Regions from separate parts of the Sus scrofa genome. Here all the other regions are linked to region 4. A link is a contact called in public Hi-C, HiChIP or PLAC-seq and promoter capture Hi-C data. All regions are on one chromosome and are shown on one strand. Each heading gives the region's core, a stretch centred on a gene start, on an enhancer-like site or on the middle of the called end of the contact. The rest is flanking DNA. Distances are from core to core; before and after follow the strand shown. Region 1 holds the start of GRPEL2 (GrpE like 2, mitochondrial). Region 2 overlaps AFAP1L1 (actin filament associated protein 1 like 1). Region 3 holds the start of PPARGC1B (peroxisome proliferator-activated receptor gamma coactivator 1-beta). Region 4 holds the start of ARHGEF37 (rho guanine nucleotide exchange factor 37).

What was found. Promoter capture Hi-C pulls out the DNA fragments that hold promoters and counts their contacts. Hi-C and Micro-C count contacts between places; a contact is called where the count stands out from the background. HiChIP or PLAC-seq counts read pairs in DNA pulled down with a chosen protein or histone mark.
Region 1: a promoter capture Hi-C map of fetal liver shows a contact between it and region 4, with 2.1 times the contacts expected there. The contact joins the promoter of GRPEL2 here to the promoter of ARHGEF37 in region 4. A contact is called at or near these places in 3 of 5 promoter capture datasets (fetal liver, fetal skeletal muscle and liver), 5 of 47 Hi-C or Micro-C datasets (differentiating spermatogonia, embryonic fibroblasts, heart right ventricle and 1 more) and 2 of 2 datasets of contacts at active chromatin or transcription factors (alveolar macrophages and skeletal muscle).
Region 2: a Hi-C map of embryonic fibroblasts shows a contact between it and region 4, with 1.6 times the contacts expected there. The contact joins the enhancer-like site here to the promoter of ARHGEF37 in region 4. A contact is called at or near these places in 19 of 47 Hi-C or Micro-C datasets (alveolar macrophages, embryonic fibroblasts, fetal heart ventricle and 10 more) and 2 of 2 datasets of contacts at active chromatin or transcription factors (alveolar macrophages and skeletal muscle).
Region 3: an H3K27ac HiChIP or PLAC-seq map of alveolar macrophages shows a contact between it and region 4, with 2.0 times the contacts expected there. The contact joins the promoter of PPARGC1B here to the promoter of ARHGEF37 in region 4. A contact is called at or near these places in 2 of 2 datasets of contacts at active chromatin or transcription factors (alveolar macrophages and skeletal muscle).

Annotation. Positions count from the first base shown.
Region 1 is chr2:150,507,127-150,512,523 of Sscrofa11.1, reverse strand. GRPEL2 (GrpE like 2, mitochondrial) reads right to left here and starts at 1,328. Exons shown (of 4, transcript NM_001244870.1): 1 at 1,236-1,328. The coding sequence starts at 1,312. AFAP1L1 (actin filament associated protein 1 like 1) reads right to left here. Exons shown (of 21, transcript NM_001244817.1): 21 at 4,947-5,258. The coding sequence ends at 5,235. LOC106509605 (a long non-coding RNA gene) reads left to right here and starts at 3,198. Exons shown (of 4, transcript XR_002342012.1): 1 at 3,198-3,279.
Region 2 is chr2:150,482,487-150,488,604 of Sscrofa11.1, reverse strand. It overlaps AFAP1L1 (actin filament associated protein 1 like 1), which reads right to left. Exons shown (of 21, transcript NM_001244817.1): 11 at 3,726-3,807; 12 at 3,336-3,488; 13 at 1,897-2,108. The region is part of intron 2 of LOC106509605 (a long non-coding RNA gene); the gene reads left to right. Among named protein-coding and RNA genes, the nearest start is that of GRPEL2, 26 kb to the left of the region's middle. Within about 2 kb of position 2,329, at least 5 of the 83 cell types and tissues checked have an H3K27ac peak or open chromatin away from gene starts, as enhancers often do. A contact at or near this core is called in embryonic fibroblasts, where this site is marked.
Region 3 is chr2:150,820,001-150,825,730 of Sscrofa11.1, reverse strand. PPARGC1B (peroxisome proliferator-activated receptor gamma coactivator 1-beta) reads right to left here and starts at 2,393. Exons shown (of 11, transcript XR_002342022.1): 1 at 2,254-2,393.
Region 4 is chr2:150,658,548-150,664,122 of Sscrofa11.1, reverse strand. It overlaps ARHGEF37 (rho guanine nucleotide exchange factor 37), which reads right to left and starts at 1,653. Exons shown (of 13, transcript XM_003124090.6): 1 at 1,577-1,653. CSNK1A1 (casein kinase I) reads left to right here and starts at 1,692. Exons shown (of 10, transcript XM_003124088.3): 1 at 1,692-2,400; 2 at 2,964-3,070. The coding sequence starts at 2,278.

The sequences.
Region 1 (5,397 bases), core at 79-2,578, 150 kb after region 4:
TCCTACTGTTTCAGGAGGCGTGGGGGTAGAATTTTATCAGGAGGAGCCATTTTTCTTCTGATTACTTCCCTACACCACAAACTGCAAAAAAAGACTTCAAAAAAAATCTTCGGGAGTTCCCATTGTGGTGCAGTGGTTAACGAATCCGAGGAGGAACCATGACGTTGCGGGTTCGGTCCCTGCCCTTGCTCAGTGGGTTAAGGATCCAGCGTCTCCATGAGCTGTGGTGTAGGTTGCAGACACGGCTCGGAGCCCCCGTTGCTGTGGCTCTGGCGTAGGCCAGTGGCTACAGCTCCGATTCGACCCCTAGCCTGGGAACCTCCATATGCCGCGGGAGCGGCCCAAGAAATAGCAAAAAGACCAAAAAAAAAAAAAAAAAGTTCGACAGCCTCTCACCTAGAATTCAAGCTCTCACCCAGGTGCTTGAGCGGGGTGCTGGATCAAGAGTGTTCAGATAAAAGGCGACAGACAGTTATGCAGAATTCCCAGGTTTCACCGCAGTTTCATCCACTCTTCAGAGCTCCTACCTTATCCCCCCCCTTGGCAACTTTTCTTCTTTCCCATAAAGAAACTGTCAACGGGGAACTGTCCCGGAGTAACTAACACCGGTCACTCAAAGGACCATTCTAGGGCCCTGACTGATTTCCAGGGCGGCTTCCACCCCTTCCCGAGCATTTAGGTTTGCAGACGTTGCTCGGCTCTTCCAAACCTGTTTCCCCAAGGAAACGGGAGAACAGAAAGAGCCACCAGAGTTCCGCGACCAGCACGATAAATGACCCAAAGACCCGCGGCCACCGCGGATGGAGGCAGCAGGCGGGCCTGCAGGCTCCCGGGGGCGGGTGGAAGGGCCGTTCGGAAGGACCGAGTCCTTCCTTTAGCGACAGGTGAGGCGAGGAACGGGCAGCCGCCGGCCGTCGGGGTCACGCTGATAACGACCGGCCGTCAAGGTCACTCGGCGCAGAGAGAGCCCCTCTCCACCCGCAGACCCCTGAGCCGGGGCGGAGGCGCGGGCGGCCCCTCCCGGTCTCGCCGAGGAGCTCCCACCCCGAGGGCGCGACCTGGCTCCCTCCCTCCGCCCCGGGAGGCGCGGCCGCCGTCCGCCGTGGCCCGCCCTGCAAGCCGGGTGGGAGCGCCAGGTCGTGGCGGCCAAGGGGCTCGGCGGGCCCACGACCGCCCCTCCGGCCCGCTCGTCCGGCATCGCCGCGCGTCCTCCACCGCCCGCCCGCCTCGCTTACCTGCCGTCGGACGCGGCCCTCGCCGCCAGGAGGGGCCGCACCCGCCCTCGGGCCGCCCACAGGCACCGCGCGGCCATGTTCCCAGCGCGGGAGGAGGCCGCGCACGCGCACTGGCCCCGAGCGGCCGGCCGCGCTCGCTCCCGCCGCGCTTCCCGGCGGCCTCCGCGGGCGCGGCTGCCTCTGGGCCCGCGGGAACCTGCGCTTCCGGCGCCCGGGCTCCGCGCGGCTCGCTCCCCGCCTCCCCGGCCCGACGCAGCTCTTCCGGGGCGTGTTCGGCGCGGAGGGTGGGCGCCGGCCCGAAGGGCGCAGGCTCCGGGCTGGCGCCGCGTGTGCGCGGACGGAGGCGTGGCCGCGGTGCCCTCGTGGCGCTCACGTGCGGGGCGCCCAGCGAACAGGTGCAGACGCGGGAACCCTCGCGGGAGGCGCGGGCTTGGCCGGGCTCTCCCCGGAGAAGGCACTTTGAGCCGAGAGCTGAGGCACCAGGCGCGGGTGGAGGGACGCGGCTTCTCAGAGTCAGGAGGGCGAGGGTCGCGGGGACGGGAAGGCGGTGCTGGCGGCCCCGGGACGCCTTCCCTCCGAAGCCCGGCCCCCATCTCCTGTCCCTCTTCCCCGCCGTTTCCCCTCCAGTCCCTCCCCCTTTCCACCTGACTTACTGAATTTGAAAACTTTTGTGTGTTTTCTCATTTCCCCCTGCTGACATGTAAGCTCCATCACGGCAGAGGCTTCTTTTCTTTTTTTGTCTGTTCATAACTTAATGAACACTGCCCTCGTGTAGTTCACATTTTTTGTGTCTCGTGAACTTGAGTCTTACTGGGTTTGCAGTGGGGTCACGATGTCTCCCGTGTTGAAGGGGTCCCTGCTGTGTAGAGACTGGTGCGGGCAAGGAGGGGCGTGTTCCTTGGCGGGGTCGTCTCACCAGAGGGTCAAGTTTATAACCAGCTCTTCTAGAGGAGCTACTATTGTAGGTGTGGTCAGGGCTTTTCTGGCGTTTTGTTTCCCAGCGAGGGTATGGGCTCCATGAGGGTGTTTATCTTGCTCACAGCCTCTTTCTGACACCTCGTGCACATGATAGATGCTCAGATATTTGTCGACGGCATTACTGAAGTTGGGTGGAGTCCGCGGAGGTGGGAAGTGGAAGAATTTTAGATTTGCTCTGGAAAACCGACAGGTGTGGCGAATGGACTGGTCATTGCGGAATTGCGGCTCAGGGCCCTTGGAACTGCCAGGCTAGTTGCTGGGTAGTCCCTTGTTATCGACTTATCTATGTTTTTTCCTTTTTTTTTAAGGGATGCGAAGTGTGCCTTCAGTATTCTGCTCTTCATCATAGCATGGTTTACTTGGCCCATAGCTGTTTAGGTTAAGTTTTTTTTCCTTGCATGTCTGTGCGTTGCTTAAGGGTAAAGCTGGCGTCGTTTGCATCTTTATGTTACATCCAAGGCCCAGCTGAGGTCTCTTGTAACGAGTACCTACTGTTCCTTCTGGCTTTAGGAGCAGAGCAGCATGGTTTCAGGAGCAGCTGTGATCCTCTTTCACATATGAGGCAACAGGCCCAGAGAGGCTGGTCAGTTTGCTCAAGGACCCCACCGAGGATCCAGTGATAGTAGAAATTTGGTGGTCCAGACACTCGGCAGTGTTGGGGAGGATGGAGCTTCAGGTCCACCTTAGACCCACGAGCCTACACTTTGAAAAGACCACCGAACCCGAGCTGACATCCATGCTTTAGCCATTTCGTGAACACTTCTCTTAGCTGAGTTTCACCAAACGTGCCGCACACCTGGATCCACTCATCCATCCGCTTAGGCGGGGCCGGTGTGCTTCTGAGTGCTGCCGTGCGCGAGGAGCGGGGACCTGAGGGAGATGGAGCCTTGGAACAGGAGTGGGGGGGGTTTAGGGTCAGACCCCACGTGTTCAGGTGCTGGCTCCACCCCTTCTTGAGTTAGTTACCCACCTCTGCGGCTTCCGTTTCCTGAACTGTGCAGGCTGGGATAACAACCTGTCTCCAGGGGTTTCGGTGAAGACTAGCAGGATAACACCTCGAAAAGCGGTTAGTACTGGGATTGGCTACATAAAGGGCAGAAGGAAAATGTGGAGTCCCTTGTTCAAAATGACCAAGAGGGTAACAGCAGAGCCTTAAACAAGCCCAGGGCCTTGCTAGGCTTGGGGCCCCGTGAGACTGCACGGGTCATGCCCCTGGGTAGCCGTTTGTGGCTCATAGTGCCTGATGCATGGTGAGTGCTCAGTGAATGCTGATTAATTTCCTGGGGCCCCCCCATCTCAAAGAGCAAGACCTACTGATGGGAAAAGGCACTTCACCTCAACATAGCTGCTTAAGGAAGAAGGTGCCACACACGGCGGACCCAGTGGATTGTTGGCTGCTGCTCCAAGATCCACACTTTAAGAGAACACTGACAGTCCAGATGATTTGAGCGCCTTTGTCACTGACGACAGGCAGTGGACTCTAGGTGAAGCTGACAGTACGGAGTGGCTGCCTTCTAGCTTTGGTGGTTTTGTAATAATTGTGTGGAAGTCATTCCCTCTTCAGCGCCAGGGACCCAGGATTTGAGTCAGACATTTCTTATCTAGCTGATAAGAACCACTATGGCTGAGCATTTCCTGTTAATTGGACACTGCAAGATGCTTCCTGTGAATTATTGCATCAAATAGTAGTTGGGATGAAAGTACAGCTCTCCCGTGGTTTTCACAGGTAGGGAACGCAAGAATCAGAGAGGTCAGAGTCCCAGCCGGCAAGCGGCAGAGTCAAGGCTCAAACACCGCCTGGTCTGGATCCAGGCTCCTCAGCCCTAAACCTTACTCTGCCACTGACAGCTGGGTGCCCTGGGCCAGGTTATTTCACTTGGTCTCCGGCTACTTTGGCGGGTGATAGAGTCGAGGGAAGTGAAGCGCGTAGCCTCTAGCAGTGTGTCCAGAGGTGGTTCTGGGGCTTCCCTTTCCCCCCAGGCTGACCTGTGAGCTCATACAGTTAAACAGTGTATCTTTTTTGGAGGGCAAGGTGGTAAAACCTGTGAAGCGCCTACAGTGTTGAGAAAGTTGTGCGTGGCACCGTTAGGAGACTGCCTGGGACTTGAAGTCCTTGCCTATAAAAATACCAAGTGTGTGTGAGAGGTTTAGCACCCTGGTGGCAGACGCGAGCCAGCATCCTCTTGGTCCCCTCCGTGATGGTTTTACCTGACAGCGGGTGTGGGCCTCCAAGTGCAAGGTCAGGTTAAAGCCATAAAGAGTGTCACCTGGCTTTCTCACCACAGCTCCACAGCTCCCGGAGCCCGAGTGTCATGTACATTGGCAGGGGACTAGATTGACAGCAAGGGACCTCACCCTACAGTGCCTGCAGCTTCTTAGTGACTTTAGAAAGCCATGCTTCTGTCACTTCGTAGCTCTGTGAGCTTAAAAGGGGTCAGCTGCGGAAGCTCTCGGCCAAATCTCTCATTTGAAAATACTCACATCTGGGATTCTGGGTTCTGCGTCGTGAGGAATGTCTGTAGAATTTGCAGGATGTCTGTGGTTTTTGTTACTGTATGGGTAAGTGTGTGGATTTTGCAGCCTGTTTATCTTGCCCAGAGGTTGTCAGGAATGCCCTGTAGGAATTCCTGTGATAATCCCATCCTTGATGGGATTATCAAGTCTCATCTTATACTGCATCACGAGCCTCGCACCGCTTTCCTTTGCCCCAAGGACTGGGAGTGGGAGGGAGCGGCTCATTCACATGTGCTTTCATTTCTTCTTCCGAAGGGAAGGCAGGCCGTTAACAAGATCTTTGTAACTCTGCAGACCGCTGGCTCCCTCGAGCCCCGTTTCCACCTCGCGTGAAGTTACAAGGATGCCTCCATTCCCCCTTCTCTTCCCCCCACCCCCCAGTTCCCTAGAATCATGCAGAGAATAAGGGCTGGTCTTTTGGGTGCCCTGGAGAGGCGGGCTACGTCCAGTCTGGTGAGTCTCCTGTGAGAAAGGCCTTTCTGCCCTGGATGAGAGCCTCCTCTTCCTCTAGGTCTTCTTCCTTTCCCACTCCTGAGGTAGAGAGAGACAGGAAGGGTCAGTGGGGTGAGCGTCTAGGGCGACTTAGGATGAAAGCACTGCCCTGCCCCTCGCTATGTACAGCTCCCCGGGGCTGGAGGAGTGGGGTGCTGGTCCCACTCTCCTCCTTTGG
Region 2 (6,118 bases), core at 1,080-3,579, 180 kb after region 4:
ACCAACGGATCCTTAACCCACTGGGCGAGGGCAGGGATCGAACCCGCAACCTCATCGTTCCTCGTTGGATTCATTTCCCCTGCACCACGATGAGAACTCCTAGATGTTCTGAATTTTTAAAATACGTTTACTTTTTATTAAATGAGGAGGTTCCTTATCACAACCCATTCAAATTTTTTCTTGTGTTAAAATTGCCAATGATACGCAGAACTGTGTACAGTAGAATCTCCGGGAAGTTGCTGGTCAAGTAAATATGTACTTATGTTCTCATTTGAAGAGCATTGTTATAAAATCGTTAGCACACAGATACTAAACTTGAATTTAAAAAGCACACTTTTTTTGAGAGTTCCCATCATGGTGCAACGGAAACAAATCTCACTAGGAACCATGAGGTTGCGGGTTCGATCCCTGACCTCCCTCAGTGAGTTAAGAATCTGGTGGTGCCGTGAGCTGTGGTGTAGGCCGGCAGCTGCAGTTCAGATTTGACTCCTAGCCTGGGAACCTCCATATGCTGCAGGTGCGGCCCTAAAAAGACAAGAAAAAAAAGCTCACTTTTTGACAGAAAGCTCTGTGTATAACTGAAGAAACAGGAGACCCACCTCAAACTATTAAAGATACAAGGGACTTCGAGAGTCAATAGTTCCTGAAATTTAAGGATGGAGAGGGGCAGTGGGTACTGGACACAGAGAGCAGGACTGAGGAGCCTGGTTTAGTTCCAGGAAGAGACCAAGAGGCACCGCCCTCTGTGGAGCTTTGGATGGAGCCTGGGCTGCACTGGCCTCAGGTCCTCTCTGTAATGGGGGGACTAGTTGCTTAAAGTCTTCCTCCCGTGGAGTCCCCGTCGTGGCGCAGCGGAAACAAATCCGACGAGGAACCATGAGGTTGCGGGTTCGATCCTGGCCCTCCCTCAGTTAAGGATCTGGTGGTACCGTGAGCTGTGGTGTAGGTCGCAGATGCGGCTCAGATCCTGCGTTGTTGTGGCTGTGGTGTAGGCTGGCAGTTATAGCTCCAATTGGACCCCCAGCCTGCAAACCTCCATATGCCGCGGGTGTGGCCATAAAAAGCAAAAAAAAAAAAAAAAAAAAAAAAAAATTTACATTCTAAATAAGTGAAGGATTGGCGTGTGAAAAGAGTTTCTGTGTACTCCGCGTGACCCCAGGGAGGAGGGCTGGTGCCAGTGGGTAGATGTGACCAGGCGTGGGCGAAATGAAATCACATTTTCATTCAGCCATTTGTTCAGCAAATAGGACTGAGCCCCTGGTATGTGCTCGACATAAGGCTGGTTCCGGAAAAACAAAAATATGCAGATCCGGTGTGGTTGCTGCTTTGCTGGAGCTTGAGGATTTCAACTCCGTGTAGAGAAAATCTCTGTGAAAATGGAGTTGCTTGGTGGGAGGAGCAGCTACCTGGCAGGGCCGTGGGTCATCCGAGGTGGAGAGTTACTGGTGCAGAGTGTTGTAGAGAGGGTTCCAGAATCCGATCGGGGTTAGATCAGGCTAGATGCCTTTCCGGGGTGGGATTATATTTACAGGGGAGAAGGAGCCAAGCTTGGGCCTCGGGTTGCCAGATGTAGCAAATAAAAATGCCCAATTCCCTGTTAGATCTGCATTTCAGGTCAGCGACGCACGCGTGTGTTGGTAGAGGCAGGTCCCCAGTGTGGGATGTCCTTACTTACAGAAGAAGAATTACCTGCTGTCTGTCGGACATTCAGACTTGAGCAGGGGCTGCGTAGTTTAACGGGCGCCTCTGCTGATCACTTGGCAGCATCGGCTGACTTGCTTCCCCTCCGACCTTGGCCCCCACAGCCTCAGGAGCCAGGCCCCTGGACCAAAGCCCGAGCCCGGGCCCAAGCCCCCGTCCGCCTCTGCCACCAAGGCCCCGCCGTTGGCCTCTCACCTCCAGGATGGCGACCTCCTGCCGGTCGCGCAGGATCCTGAAGGCAAACGGGTGTCTGGGCCCGAAGCCCGGGGCCACCTCGCAGCCGCGCAGGGCAATGGCGTTCACGTGGGTCCGCAGGTCCGTCCGGTCCTTGTGGAAATACAGGGTGCTGCCCTTGAGGCGGCACCAGCGTTCCTTCCAGCCGTGGTTCACCAGCACGTTCAGGTGACCTGCGGGGGGCACCAGCAGGGTGACTCCCGGCGCTTGGGGTGCTCCCGGGCACCGAGGGCCCCCAGCTGCAAGGAAGGCCCGCTGGCCCGCGGCCTCAGGCACCTGTCCGCTGTCTGAGTTTCCGTTTCCTGCCTGTGCCGCGGGGGTTGAGCATCACCCCTGCACGGCCCTCAGGCAGCAGCGGGCGGGCCGAGGAGGGCGCAGCTACTGTATGGAAAGCTGAAACCACAGCTCTTGCTGCTGCCTTTGCTCCTGAGATGCCCCGCTATCCCTGAGGACACAAAGTAGTGGCTGATGCTGACCTCTGGTGGCAGCACGTGGGAACCAAAAGCCACGATAAATTATGCAAGCAGCCAGGGCGAGGCTGATGGCTGAGGAGTTAGAATCCCCCCTCGATGTTTTAGATGTTAGTTTCCTTGTCATCGTAACGTGTCCCGATCCACCTGAAAATGTTTCTTGATAGCCATATGCTTTTCTAATACTCCTTCTGGGTTATTAGACTAGTACTGCGTATCTAAAAAATAAAATTTCCTGTTGGATCCCAGTACCTGGAGCGCTACATTTATGTTTTTCTTTCCAAACCATTTTTAATTCATACTGAATGCATCTATTTGTTTATTTATTTATTTTGCTGTCTAGGGCCGTCCTGGCGGCACATGGAAGTTGCCAGGCTAGGGGTTCAGGTGGAGCTGCAGCTGCCGGCCTACACCACAGCCACAGCCGTGCATCTGCGATCTACACCGCAGCTCACAGCAGCATCAGATCCTTCACCCACTGAGCGAGGCCAGGGATTGAACCCACATCCCCGTGGTTCCTAGTCGGATTCGTTTCTGCTGCGCCCCCATGGGAACCACCCCACGCCCTTTTCTTTTGAGTGCATTTATAATAAAAGTGCTTACGTATTTTTACCCAAGAATTATCCGTATAAGACTGGGCCCGAACTGAAACACTTGGTGGATTATACATGCGAAGGTCAGAGCGTCTCCTTCTGTCCCCACAGAGGAAACCAAGGCCAGGGGCTTTTGGAGCTCAGCTCCCCGACTGCGTAGACAGAGGAGCTCAGCTGGCCTTTCCTTCTGTCAGGCGCCAGGGGCCCACGGAGAAGCGAGGGCGGGCCTGGCTCACTCAGGGTGGATGCCAGCCATCCGGGAGGAGGCGTCCGCGCTCTGCCCGGGGAGCCCTCAGCAGCAGGATCTGCGTTGCCTCCCCGCGTGCACGGTACCCACCACAGCACGGGACTTCCTCCTCGGCAGCGGACGCCTGCAGGGCTTCGGCCAGCGCCTTCTTCTTGGAAAAGCTGATGATGCGGGTGATCTTGCGGCCGGCAGCCTTGCTCACTGACCCCTTCAGCTCCGACAGGCTGTTCTTCTTCCCTTTGCCTGTGGCCATGGCAGCGGGTTAGGGGAGGCGGGGGAGCCCCACCAGCCCGCTAGCCTTCCCGGCAGCCCCTCAGCCTGCACACAGGGCCTGGCCCACAGCTCCAGGCGAGCACAGACCAGGTCCCATAGCCAGGTGTCCAGAGCGGTCAGGACCTGCTCTGCCCTGTGCGCTTGTGGCAGTGGCCCCCCCACCCCCAGCTCTGGCATTCTCCCGTCTGAGGCCCCAGAGGCTCCTACCATGTTCACGGCCAAGGGTGGAACAGCTGTCTCCCAGGCCCAGGCTGTCGGAGTCTGAGGTCTGCTTCTCTTGGGACGGCCTCTGGGGAGGGACACAGACAGCCGTCATCAGCGGGCGCGCTCAGATGGGCCCCTGTGCTGGCCCGTCTCCCCCGTCCCTGCCCACGAGGATTGGCCCCCAGGTGTGTTACAGACTCGCGTGCCCGATGCCAGGTGGCATGAGGAAGACGGCAGTGGCCTAAGGGGGTCGTGTCCTCCGGTCCCAGTGTATTCGGGGAGCAAGGCACTTGATTATAACGGACTGCGATGAACCTCCTCGGAGTTTGGACCCTATTTGGTGGCTGATGGGAGCTGGGAGGGATTGAAGTGCAGCTCACGCGCTGGTTTTGGAAGCTCCCCCCAGCAGCTCGGCGGGGATGGGCAGAGAAGATGGGAAGCGAAAGAGGCACTCGGAGTGTCCCCCAGTGCAAGAGAGACTGACAGGGGTGAACCGAGCACCCTGACCGTGGAGGCCAGCAGGTGCGTTGGCCTCTTCACCTTGGCGAAAATTGCAAGGATCACTTGGTGACCACTAAACACGAGTGGTGATGAGAGAGGCGTCCACGGCAGTCCTCGCCTGGATGGGGAGGGTGGTAACGACACACACACACACCGTGGCAGCAACTTCACTGTCAGCCAGGCTTATTTTCACTCGTTACGCCAGCTGTGGACGCACCATTCCTTTGCCCATCTATCCAGGCATTCATCCCACCAGGTACCATGGGAGTGGTGCAGTGTAGACAGATGCAGAGTAGACACACGCAGTGCAGACAAATGGACGGTGTAGAAAAATGGACAGAGGACAAATGCAGTGTAGACAAAAATGGACAGAGTAGACAAATGGACAGAGGACAAATGCAGTGTAGACAAAAATGGACAGAGTAGACAAATGGACAGAGTAGACAAACGCAGTGTAGACAGATGGACAGAGTAGACAAATGCAGTGTAGACAAATGGGCAGAGTAGACAAACGCAGTGTAGACAAATGGACAGAGTAGACAAACGCAGTGTAGACAAATGGGCAGAGTAGACAAACGCAGTGTAGACAAATGGGCAGAGTAGACAAACGCAGTGTAGACAAATGGGCAGAGTAGGCAAACGCAGCATAGACAAATGGACAGAGTAGGCAAACGCAGCATAGACAAAAATGGACTGAGTAGACAAATGCAGCATAGACAAAAATGGACCGAGTAGACAAATGCAGTGTAGACAAATGCAGAGTAGAGCAGTGCAGACAAATGGACCCTGGAGAAATGTGGCCTCTGCCACCAGCCATCCGCGATGGGAATGCGGGAAAACGCTCTAATCTCCCCACGGCTGCTCACTTGAATTCACACACCCCTGTTGGGGTGCTGCTGGGAGGCAGACAAGCCGGCCCAAGTGAGATCCTGTGGCCAAAGCCCGTCGCGTTTCTCTCCGCCGTGCGGTGCACAGCCGTCTCCCTTTAAGGAGCCAAGCGGTGCCGCGGACTCAGGACAAGGCCAGCATGACACCTGTCCTCTTAAAAGCTGTCCCTGCGGGGCTCTGCGGCCCCTAGAGCTTTCCGCCGGCGCGACCAGAGCAGGCCCGGGGGCGTCTGCCGTGAGCACAGTCCCGGGGCGGCGGGGGAGAAGGGGGCCGTGAGCCCCCCGGGTCCTGAGGCTGGCAGGGGCCGCGGGCGCCGACAGCGTCTCCTGTGAGCCGCGAACCAGAGGCTGCGGCGGTGCTGGCTGTGGGGCGGGAACGGCCCGGCCTGTGTCGGGCGGGGAGGCAAATGCCAAGAACGGCTGCGAGCACTGGGCGCCGGCTCAGTGCCCACGGCGCTCGGGTCCCAGGGGCCACGGTGGACGGGCACCACTGCTCATCCCCATGCGCCTCTGCTTCAAAAACGCCCCGAACGTTCTAGCCGCCCGCTCAGCCCAGGATGGCTCCTCGCTGGGGGCTTGCTCCTCTCCCTCCGGCGGCAACACGCTCTCAGCTGCCCCGCAGCAGGCGCCCGCACACGCACACCCGCATCCGCACACACCCACACCCCCCAACACACACCCGCACACGCACACCGTCCGCCTGGCTCTTCTTCAGGCCCCACCTCCAGCGAAGGCCGGTGAGCGCAGCTGAGAGCCTCGCCCTCCTGTCCTCGGGACCCCCTGGCCCCGTCCTGGCCTCTGCTGCTCCGGCCCTCACAGCCACCTCTGCCCAGTGCCGTCTTGCCCACTCTTTAGGCTCAGCCGAGTGCCCGGCCTCCCTGAGCCCCCGCCTGCGAGGCCCTGGCCTCTTCCCCGCCGCGCTCTCCGGCTCCAGAGCCTCGTCCCTCTGCTAGGAATGCGCTTCCTGCCCCTGCTCGCTGCTTTCTCGCCCTCACCTCGAGTGAAAGG
Region 3 (5,730 bases), core at 1,144-3,643, 160 kb before region 4:
GCGGCGGCAAAGCTCCCCTCTCAGTTACATTTCCCAAGTTGGGCCGGCAAGGATCACCGAAGCGCCGCGGCCCGTCACGTGGTTACATAAAAAAAGCCAACGTCCCAGATTAACTTTCACTGCACCGCTTCTGCCGCTACCTCATTACCCAATTTTCCAGGTTCCTTGGGTGAGAGATCCCTGCTGGGTAGGCCCGCCGGGCGGCTGAGAGGGCCAGTGATGAAGTACTGGTGAGCCAAAGAACACCGAGGATGGAGTGCGAACCGGGGGTCGGGGCCAAAGCGGACAAGTGTTTGCTATGGGGCTCCGGACTCTTCCAAGTCTCCTTCACCGGCGTCTTGGCTGAGAGGTTTGGAGTCACCCACCCAGACCAGCCCGAGGGCCGAGGACAGAACGGTCCCAGCGGCAACGGTGCCCCGGCCCCCGCCTGCCGGCTGGGGGGCTGCGGGGGCGGGGCGGTGCCGGGGCTGGGCACCGCCTTGGGCGCTGACACGGCCGCGGGGCGAGCCACGGCCCCGGTGCCCGCCGCGGGAGCTCCACCGCAGTTTCGTCAGAGGTAAAGGTACGCGCCCGGCGCGCGCCGCGTGTGCACACAAACACAGCCTCGCGCGCGCGGACCGCGCATCGCCCTCTCCCGCCGGCCTGGCCGAGCGCGATCACACGCCCCCGGCGCCCTCGGCCCCTGCCCGGAACCCACCCGAGCGCGCCGCCACCGACCACGAGGCCCCGCGGCTCCCTGACGCATGGACGTCCGCAGCGGGCACGGGCTGGCCTCCTCCCGCGCGTGGCGGGCTTCCTCCCGGCGACAGCCCGCCGTGCCGCGCCGTCCCATCAGCCAGCGGGGACTCGCCCGCCGGCGTCCGCCCAGAGCGGAACGTCTCGGCTGCGGCATCCCCTCGGAGCGCGTCTCGCCGCCCGGAGTCAGCGCGCAAGCCTCTCCCCGCCCACCGGGTCCCATGACAGCTGCTGCCGCCCAAAGACAGGCGGATTCTAACAAGAAGCAAAGTTTCTCCCTCCCGCTCTCCCCTCCCACTCGCCCGCCCCCCGCCTCCCCCTCCCTCCCAGTGTTATGCAAAGCAAGCCGGCACCGGCGCTCCGGCCCCAGGTACCAAACCGGCCCTCGCGAGCCGCGCCCGGTTGCGCCCGGCGGCCCCTCTCGGCGCTCGGGCGTGCGCCCGCATCCGGGGTCTCCCGCTCGGCTCCGCCGCGTCCCCCGCCGCCCGGCTGCCCGCAGCGGGGCGCCCGCGCGGAAAGCCCTAACTATGGGGCCAAACTTTAAGCTCGCAACAGGCAGGGGTGGGGGACAGCGGGGAAGGGGCGGGGGGCGCGCACGCCCCGCGCAGGCATGTTCGGTGCCGCGGGGGGCAGCAGCACCCCCCCGCCCGCGTCTCCACGTCCCCGGCTTCCTCGCTCCCCCCTCCCGGCACACCAAAGCACCCTCTCCTGTCACGCGCGTGTCGCCGGTGGGGCTCCCAGGCGCAGCCGGAGCCCGGGACGCCGCCTCGCCTTCCCTTCCCCCCCGCACCGCCGAGCGCGCACCGGGGCCGCGCGCTGCAGGGGGACCCAGGCGCCCCCACACCGTCCTCCGCCCCCATCCCGCCGCGCTCTGGCCCCCGGAGGCTCCGCCGAGTAGCGAAAGCAGGAAGGTGCTATCCCCGCCCGCACGTCCACGTGCCCCACAGACCCCCTACGCCCTCAGCGGGCAACTGGCAGGAAACTCCGCGCTGCGGCCGCTTTGGGGAGCCTCGGGGGGGCAGCAGCAGAACGCGGGGTATCGGAGACTGGGGAGGGGGGTCAGGGGACTCCGGGGACCGGGGCAGGCGCCTGTGCCCGGGCCACAAGTCCACGTGAAAGTACGGCGGCAAGTGCCGAGAGCCTGAGGGCGCGCCTCCCGCACCCAGAGCCAGCCTGAGGGTCCCGCACACCTTGGCGCGGCTCCACCTCCCAAAGAAGCGTGCAAACACCCCCCCCTCCTCCAGCACGGCCGGGGCGGGGGGGGGCCGGACGCCCAGCAACCAAGGCTAGACCCTCCCCAGCAGCCGTGGCGCCCCCAAGGCTCCCGCCTGCTCGGCGGCCCCCCAGCTCCCCGTGACCCTCACGAAGCGCATCGCGGGGTGCGCCGAACAGGGCTTCTGCACCCCGGAGCCCCGGCCCCCCAGTGCGCCCACCGCTGCCGCCGGCCTCTGCGGCTGCGGCAGCAGCCCCCGCGGCTCAGCCCCGCTGGCCTCGGGCCCGCGGCCCCGCCGGCCGTACCTGCGCGTCGGCGAGATAGTTGAGGAAGAAGGAGGAGAGCTCTTCGTCCAGGAGCGCGCCGCAGTCGTTCCCCGCCATCTTCCAGCCGCGGCTGCAGCGTGCGGCGGAGTCAGCGCCGAGCCGGCCGCGGGGGTGGGGGGGCGGGCGCGAGCGGCCGAGGGAGGCGGGCGGAGCGAGCGCGGCCGGCGGGAGGGGGCGGAGCCAGGCCGCGGCTGCCGCAGGGCCGCTGGCGGCGGGGGCGGGGCCGCGCGCGGAGGGCGCCCGCGGGGGTCTCGCCCCCCCTCCCCGCCCCGGCGCGGCGCTGCGCCGCGGCCGGCGCCGCGATCCGCTCCCGCGGGCCCCGGCCCGGGAGGAAGGCGCCGGCAGCCGGGCGGCTGTGCCCCAGCCGGCGGCCTGCCGCCTGCGCAGCAATGCGGGCGGCCCAGCGCTCCGGCCGGAGCGAATCACGTTGCGTTAGCGCTGGGCGGGTCCGGAGCCAACCTGCTTCTGCTCGGCTGGGAAAACTGAGGCCCGAGAAGGCAGAGGACTTTGCAGCCTCGGTGTGTTGCAGATTGCAGGGCAGACAGGCAAAGCCCCGGTCTGACGGCCCCGGAGGCTTGAGTTTGCCCAGCAGGGCTGCCGGCCAGAAAGGGAGGAACACCCTAGGGCCAAGGCGGAGAAATCAGGGAAGGCTCCTCGGAGGTGGTGGCTTTTGAAAACTCTTTCCATGGGAGATACGCTGACCAATATTCTAAATGTAACCATCTCTGGCTCTCAAGGCTCCTCTCATTCCCTAGTCCTCCCCTTCCCCCTCAAAAACACCCCCAAAACTTCACTGACTTCTCTAACCATGGCCCACAATGCCTTGAAGCAGCCAAACTGCCTGCTTCCCCAGGCCCACTGGCCTCCTCCCTGGTTGAACCATCTCACAAGCGGCCTCCACACCCTGAGTGGTAGCCCACATCTGCCCTGCGTCCTTCCCCACTGCCCCGCAGACTGTCGGCCATTGCCTCTCCCCTACTCCCACCGGGCTCCCTTACACCTGCAGGCCTTTTTTTTTTTTTTTTTTTTTCCTTTCCTAATTTCTAATAATTCCTTCTTTTTTTTTTTTTTTTTTCCTTTGGCTACCCCAGCATATGGAGTTCCCAGGCCAGGGATCAGATCTAAGCCTCAGTCGTGACCTGCGGCAACGCTGGACCCCTTCACCCACTGGGTTCGATCCCGCATCCTGACACTACAGAGACACCTCTGATTCTGTTGCACCCCAGCGGGAACTCCAGATCTGCAGGCCTTTAAAACATTGGTAACGGTGGCATTTTACATTAGTGTCAGCAAAGATTTAATCTTCACTACTAAACTTCCTACTACACTCGAAGACCCATGAAAGCAAGGCCTGAACCTGCTTTTGCGCATGCTGTGTCTCCAGTGCCTGGCACATAGTAGGTGCTTAATAAAGAAGGTGTTAACTAAAAATTCCAGAGGATTTTGATCTACCTGCTGTTACCACCACCACACACAGTATAGATAAGGAAACGGCCCAGGGTCAACACTGTACCAGGAGTGAGTGCCAGAGCCAGGACCAGAACTCAGACCTCCTGACGCCAACCTTGAACTCTCATTGTTATGCCTCGCTGTTTGCCAGGCAGGAGATGAGGGCACCGCCTGGGTAAAGGCAGGAAGGCGGGAAGATTTCGGCCTGTTTTATTGGGCCCTCCTGCCTCCTGCACACACAGGGCTGCCCCACCCTGCCTGCCCTGCCTGGGCTCCCTCCCAGCCAGAGGAGGAAGCAGGGAGCGTCCCGAGAGAACACCTGCTCAGACTTGAACACCCCATCGAGAGCTTCCTTCTTCTCCAGCCTGAGGTTCCCAGAACCGGCAGGGTGTAATTTCAGTCTTTGGGCTTCAGACGAGGGTGCCTTAAAGGAACAAGGCATCCCAAGGGAGCACCTCCACATAGCCTCGGAGCAATGACCTGGGAGTCGGCAGCCCTGGGTTCTGGCCAGTCTAGCACATCCATTCCAATATTGGGCAACCCAGGGAGGTAAGAGCCCGGGCGCTGCAGCCAGACGGCCCGGCTGCGAACACCTGCAAGGTGTATCCTCACGTAGGCTCAGGCCTCGTTTGCTCATCTACACAGATGCGGATGGCAGATCACTCACACCACAGGGATGCCTGGGTGATGGAGGAGGCGGTACCCGTCAGGTGTGTACCTGACTCCATCAGGAAAAGGCGGGCCTTTCTGGTCCCCTGGCTCCCCATCTGTAAAAACAGGGATCAAATATATGTCCCCTGAATACAACATGGGCCAAGGCCAATGTCCCTTCACTTTCTTCCAGGGCTTCGAGGCTGCCGACCACCTTGAACTCTGACGGATGCTCGCAGGCTTCGTGCCCTCGGGCCTCTCTGCGGCTGTTTCCTCCACGCAGGGGTCTTGAGAGGGGACTGCAGGAAGCAATGCCTGTGAAACCAACTGCTTGGCGCAGAGAAGTCCTGAGTCTCATCCTCACCGCCAGCCTCGTCACCACCAGCACCAAGGACCTAAGCTCTCCTAAGGCCGCGCCTTGCTGCTGCTGCCTGTAGACATGAGGGTCTGAGCCCCGTGGGTCTCTGTTTCCAGAACTGGCCCTACCAGATCCAACCCGGCCTCCGACTGGCGTTATGCTCCCTTACAGCCCAGGGGCCATTCTTGGAGGGTCCCCAAGGCCGGCCATCTCCAGCCTGGGCCTGGCAGAGCTACAGTACTGGACAGAGCCTCCCGGGGAAGGGCTCCATGCCCTCATCCAAAGGCTTTTGTCTTTTTTATCTTTTTGCTTTTTCAGGGCCACTCCCATGGCATATGGAGGTTCCCCAGCTAGGGGTCGAATCAGAGCTACAGTCGCCGGCCTCCACCACAGCCACAGCAACGCCAGATCCGAGCCGCGTCTGCGACCAACACCACAGCTCACGACAACAACAGATCCTTAACCCACGGAGCGAGGCCAGGGATCGAACCCACAACCTCATGGTCCCAGTCGCATTCACTTCTGCCTGCTGAGACGGGAGCTCCAAAAGGCTTTTGTCTTTAAAACTCTGGTGTTGATAGAAAAGCCACAAACTGCCCAACTTCAGGTCTTTCTCACTAATCTCTGTGTCCTCAGAATGGGCATCTGGCTGGTAAGAAGCTCGGTGAGAAGGCTCCTCATCTGAGCTCCCCAGCTTCTTATACAAAAGCAGTTATCGCAGGAATTCCTTTATCACAGGCCGCCCACAGAGTCTCGGCCTCATCACCTTCTCTGGTCCATAAAAGCCCTCAAGAAGCCTAACGGGCTAGATGATCTTGTGCAATTAGCTTACCCACTCTGATGCCGTGTCCTGACCTGTAAAAACGAAAGAGCCAGGCTGAACCATCCCCTCCCGAACCCTCCAATCCAGCTACAAGGGTAGTCTACAGGGATCGGTGCAAATGGCACAGCTTTTCTGTATGCGCGTGCCCCAGACACCTGCGTTTCTGTCACCTCAG
Region 4 (5,575 bases), core at 404-2,903:
CCCCTTACGGTGAACTCCTTAAGCTGAGGGATCCGTCAAATTTGGGGTAGCTATAGTAGAAAATCAGCAGAACAGTCACTATCTCTGGAAACCTGGAAACTTCAAGATACTTAAAACTGATTTTTTTCTGCTCAGCCCCAGCATGCAGAAGGTTTCAGTCCAGGGACTGAACCTGAGCCGCAGCAGTGACACTGCCTCCTTAACCTGCTGCATCAAAAGGAAACCCCAACTTTTTTTAACAAAAGAAAATCGAACGGCAGAGAGTTTTAACTAGGTCGGACACACTTTGGAGTCACCAGTGAAGACTGTCCTTTTGGGGGTCAGGGGGCCTGGGTTTTGTTAGCACCTCAAAACTTCACCTTAAACCTTAGAAGTCTCTTTCCCTCTGTTCTCAAATTCAAGACATTTAGGTTAAAGCTTTATGAATACAAATATTTAAGCCAGAAATAAAGTAACATGGAGAAATCCTAGTCAAGATATCTTTCAGGATGAACTCCATTACTAACTACTTGATCAGCTTTCAAAGTTGCAGTTGAGGTACATTTTTTTCCTGTTTTAATGACATTCTTTTACTTGGGATAGTAAAATAATGCCGCTTTTGCACTTTCACAACTGAGGCTTTGATTCACTCATTCGTCAGCGTTTGACTCAGACTGCAGATGACAGCAACATGGACATTTCTCCTGGGATCATCACCACTAAGCCCAACCGTCTGAGGTCAAATTTTGTAACCCAAAATGTGGTCAAGAGGTGACTCTGTTCAATGTTTTTGTTTGTTTTAGGGCCGGACCTGTTGCATGTGGAGGTTCGCAGGCTAGGGGTCGATCGGAGCTGTAGCTGCCGGCCTGCACCACAGCCACGCCGGATCCTTAACCCACTGAGCGAGGCCAGGGATCAAACTCGCAACCTCATAACCTCATAGTTCCTACTCGGATTCGTTTCGGCTGCGCCACCACGGGAACTCCTGTCCAATTTCAGTAAAAGTTTTTACTGTGTAGAGTTTTAAACGCTGCCAATCTTATGGTCTAATGGTCATTTTTATCCTGTGTTTCTGGGGTCAACAGCTCATTTTCCCACACGACCAGGATAGGGTGTTTCAAGGCATTTGGGAGGGGGATAACTTTCGTTTTCCCCCGGCTGCAGATCTTACTTTCTATCGACCACGTACGTGCCACTACCCATGACTTGGATATTGGGGTTTTCCTCCGGGATCAAACAGCGTCAGCGGGAAGCAACCCGAAGCCCCAGAGCAGCAGGGCTGGCGCCTGCGCCCCTCTTCCCGGGAGGGGAGAGCGGGCCTCCAGCCCTCCGAAACCCTGGGCGGCCAGAGCCGCCGGGCTGCGCCGCGGGAGCCCCGAGCGCGGCTGCTCGTCTCCCGCTCTCCACCGGAGGCGACAGCTCCGCCACAGCGGAGATCGGCCGGAGCCCCGCAAAGAGCGAAAGGGTGAAAACCGCCTCCGACCAAGAGCAAAGGTCGGTACCCAACTCCCCGGGAGGCCTGACGCATCCCCTCCCACGAGCACTGCAGTGACTCCTCCCTAACACGTCTCGAGGCCTGGGCCGCGCGGCCCCTCACCGAGCAGGCGGGTCTGAGGTGACTAACAGGCAGCCGCGGAGGAGCAGCGGGCGACCGGAAGTGGAAGCGGGCGCGGGGCGGGGCGCGGGGCGGGCGCGGCACGCCTGCGCAGTCCGCGGCGCGGCAGTGCGCCTGCGCGCTTGGGCGGTGACGGGGGACGCTCGGAGCGTGGGCCGCGACTCTCACGGATCCGGTTCCGCCCTCCCTCTCGCCGTCGACCCTCGGGGCTGGCGCCCGCGATCCCTTTCCCAGCGTGCTCCGCGCCGTGAAGAAGCGGCTCCCGGGGACTGGGGGCATTTTGTGTTGGCTGGAGCCGGAGCAACAAGATGGCGGCGTCGGCGGAGTGACAGGGGTCCCTCCGGGCGGGAGCTGGCGGCAGCGGGGGCAGCGGGATCGCCGCCCTAACTCACCGCGCCCCTTTTCCAGCCGGCGACGTCGCCGCGAGAGCGAGGCAGCGGCGGCCGCCAGGAACAAGTGGCCCGGCCCGGCAACCGCGAGCACCGCCTCGGCAGCCTGCGGCCTGGCCGGAGGAAGCCTGACAGCCGCGGAGATCCGGGTCCGCCTGGCCGGTTCCGGGCCTGTAGCGCCGAGAAGGAGCCAGCGCCCCCCGGTTCCTGCCGCGCTCCGCGGACGAGCGCTAGAGGCCTCCGTCGTCCCCTAGAGGTGTCGGGGCTTGGCCCCAGCCTCCATCTTCTCCCAGGATGGCGAGCAGCAGCGGCTCCAAGGCCGAGTTCATTGTCGGAGGGAAGTACAAACTGGTGCGGAAGATCGGCTCTGGCTCCTTCGGGGACATTTACCTGGCGATCAACATCACCAACGGCGAGGTAATCCCCCGGGGTGGGGTTCCCGACCGCGCCTGCCCCCCCCCCCCAGCGGCTCGGGCCTTTGCCCCCCGCGCGCGCGCCCCGGGAAGTCCAGAGGGAGCCGGCTCTCCCGGCCTGGGAACCTCCACCGCTGTCCTTCCCTAAAAGGGAAAGAAGCGAGGCAGACGTTGGGGTACTGTGGAGTTTCCCACCTTACTCGGACTTTTAAACCCATCCTCTAAGGTGAGAACGGCAGAATCCCTATGCTTCGCTCTCTCCCTATTGAATTCTCCTGGGGTTCTTGTTCCAATTAGCGCAGCTTCCGATCGCCTGGCTTCTTCAGGACCTCTCTTTACGTTTTCTGGATGAATCATTTTCCTGCACTTTAGAGGACGTGCCGCTTTCGTCACTGCCCCCTGAAGAGGCCTTTGAGGCTGGATGCCTCGTTTTGTAATTACAAAGAGAGCTTTCTCCTCCTGGCTCTACTGCCGGGAGAGTTGGGGCTTTGCTCACGTCGCCCCGTCCTTTCCGAGTGACATTGAGTCCGTAAGGATGTTGATGGCATCATTCCCTCTCCCCCGCAGGAAGTGGCAGTGAAGCTAGAATCTCAGAAGGCCAGGCATCCCCAGTTGCTGTACGAGAGCAAACTCTATAAGATTCTTCAAGGTGGGGTCGGCATCCCCCACATACGGTAAGAGTCCGTGGGCAGACGGCGCTCCTCCCGGGGAGGTACCCGAAAGGGGGATGTGGGAGCGGCGGGGACGGGACCAGCTGGATCCGGCTCTTGAGGTCTGAGTGGCCGGGGTCTCCGTGGACCGTAAGTCACCCCAGTCCCCGAGCAGATCGTCCTTTGCCAACTTAGGCCGCGTTTCGGTTTGCGCACCCTGCTCCGCTTAGCGTCCGTCCGTCTGGCCGCGGTTTTGAAAGTGCGCGGCCCATCTTTGATCCCGACGCGGAAGGGGTGCCTGCTGCCGTCTCCCGGTCGGCTCCTCCGAGGCTGCTGGGATTGCCCGGCGAGGGCCTGAGGCTGCGGGCGGCGGGGCCCGCCGGCTCGGGCTGGCGGAGCCGGCCTGGGAAATGGCTGCTCTTTTGTTGTGTTTTGTTCCAACATGTCTTCCTGCTCCGCTTAGAAAATGGCGGAGCGACGTGACTCAACCGCACGCCCCTGCCCTCGCCTCTGCCGGGTTCACGCCTGAGGCTTCCTCGACGCCCCGGCGGCAGCCCTGAGCGGCTCAAGCCTTTGAAAAGCCGGGATCGGGCTGCAGGCAGTGGTGGGGTTCACGGAGGGGGCTGGCGTGACGGCGGCGGGCTTGCGATCGCCGCCGCAGATGCGAGGTGAAATCCAGTCCCTCCACGGGCCCCTGCAGGGTCCTTTGAGGGGCGCGGAGCCCTCCGGAGAAGGGAAGTGTTTGCTGCCTTTAGTCGTGTCCTAAGTTTGGTGGCTCATGGCAAGGGCAGCTGGAGCAGCGCTGTGTTGAAATGGACTCCGTTGTATTAAAAGAAAACTTAATCATGCAGTTTGCTAAGTAACTAACCTGTTGAGTTAGGTGGTCAGCAACTCCTCATAGCTGGGAATTTGTGGGTTTTTGGAGATGGGATATTGGTGAAGGCAAAGAGTAATCGGGATAAAGGAAGACATTGGCTTCTTTTAAACGGTTAAGTTTAATGGGTTGTAGACTAGTTGGACTCTTGAGATTAAAGAGCCTTTTCCAAGAATAGAATAGTTTGGACCTAGCCCTTTTCCAACAATTCCTCAAAAATAACATTTGCAAAAATATATCAGAGGTTGTTGTGAATTAACCGGAATGGTATTTATTGTAGCCTCTTTTCCTATCCTTGCTTTAATTTCTCAAACCTTGAATTAAGGATTGGAATATATACAAAAATTCTGATGTGGAAACAACCCGAATGACACTATCTTTAAAAAATTTTCAGTGATAATAGACATTTTTAATGAAGAAATGGAATGATACAATGTTCTATTGGTGGGAAATGCTAAAGTAAATTATTTGGAAGAAAATTCCGGGTTTATCTTAGGACGTAAATTTTAAGGTGAAACCTGAGATGATCCAGATTTGAGATTTTCTTAATGGTTCTCATCCCTTAAAAGAAAAACAACAAAACTCTGCTGTGTGGGAAAACACATTTGTTATTGTCAAGAATGAAAATCTTGATTAGAATGTCTAGCTTTTTTCTTCACAAAATAAAAAATGTTATTTTCATTGACCTTAAATTTTTAAACCCCTTTCCCCTTGCATTTATTTCCATCCCTTCCACCTCAGCCCCCAATACTCATTTTTCCTCACATGTAAATATATATAAATATATATACCTAACTTCGCATAAGGTTTTTGAGATTCATCTATGTTGGGTTTTAAAATTTTCACAAGTCAGGTTGAATTTAGTTTATTTGAAATCATTTTCAAGAAGCATTAAGCATTTGGTGGCATTTTCAGTGCTAAACCCAAGTTAAGTGCATGCACTTTTATTTGGTAGCTTTTATTTAGGACAGTACTGATGCAGATCAACAAGGGCAGTAGTTGATATACTGAATAAGCACATAAATAAGTGAAACTGGCTTGTAAGCAAAATTCTAAGATGCTGAGTGCCGAGAGAGTTTGCTAGTTGTGAACTGGGTGGAGCTAAAGAGATTAACCTGACTTTCAAGTTAGGGCTTTCTGGGAGAGGAGATGGGCTTTCAGGATCTGGCTCTAAGGAAGAGAGCTTGGGGAACTGGTTGAGGAGGGCATTCAGGAGTAGGTGTGGCTTCTGGGAAGATTCTGGGAAGGGAAAATGTAGTGCTTGGGTGAGGGTGGGGGAAGGGTGATTGGTTTTAAGAGTGGTGTTGTCTGCGTACAGGGAAAACAAAAGTGCATCATTGGTTTTAAAGGAACATAGGAGAGAGCTGTTTTTCCCTGAAGTGGGAAAGATAAAGACTCAAGTTTTATTTTGGGTACCGCTGTCTTCTGCTCAGTTTGTTCCCCTCCATTTCCACATCAACTGTATACAGTATACACTTCATATTTACTTGGTAAATACGGAATTAAATTGTTTGGTTTAGCTGGAATAACTAAGGCAGACTGTGTTGTGCCAGTTGTTTTAGAAATGTTAACACTAATTTAAAACTTGAAGATTTTGGAGTTCGAGTTACAGTGTGCAGTGGAAACAATCCGACTAGTATCTATGAGGATGAGGG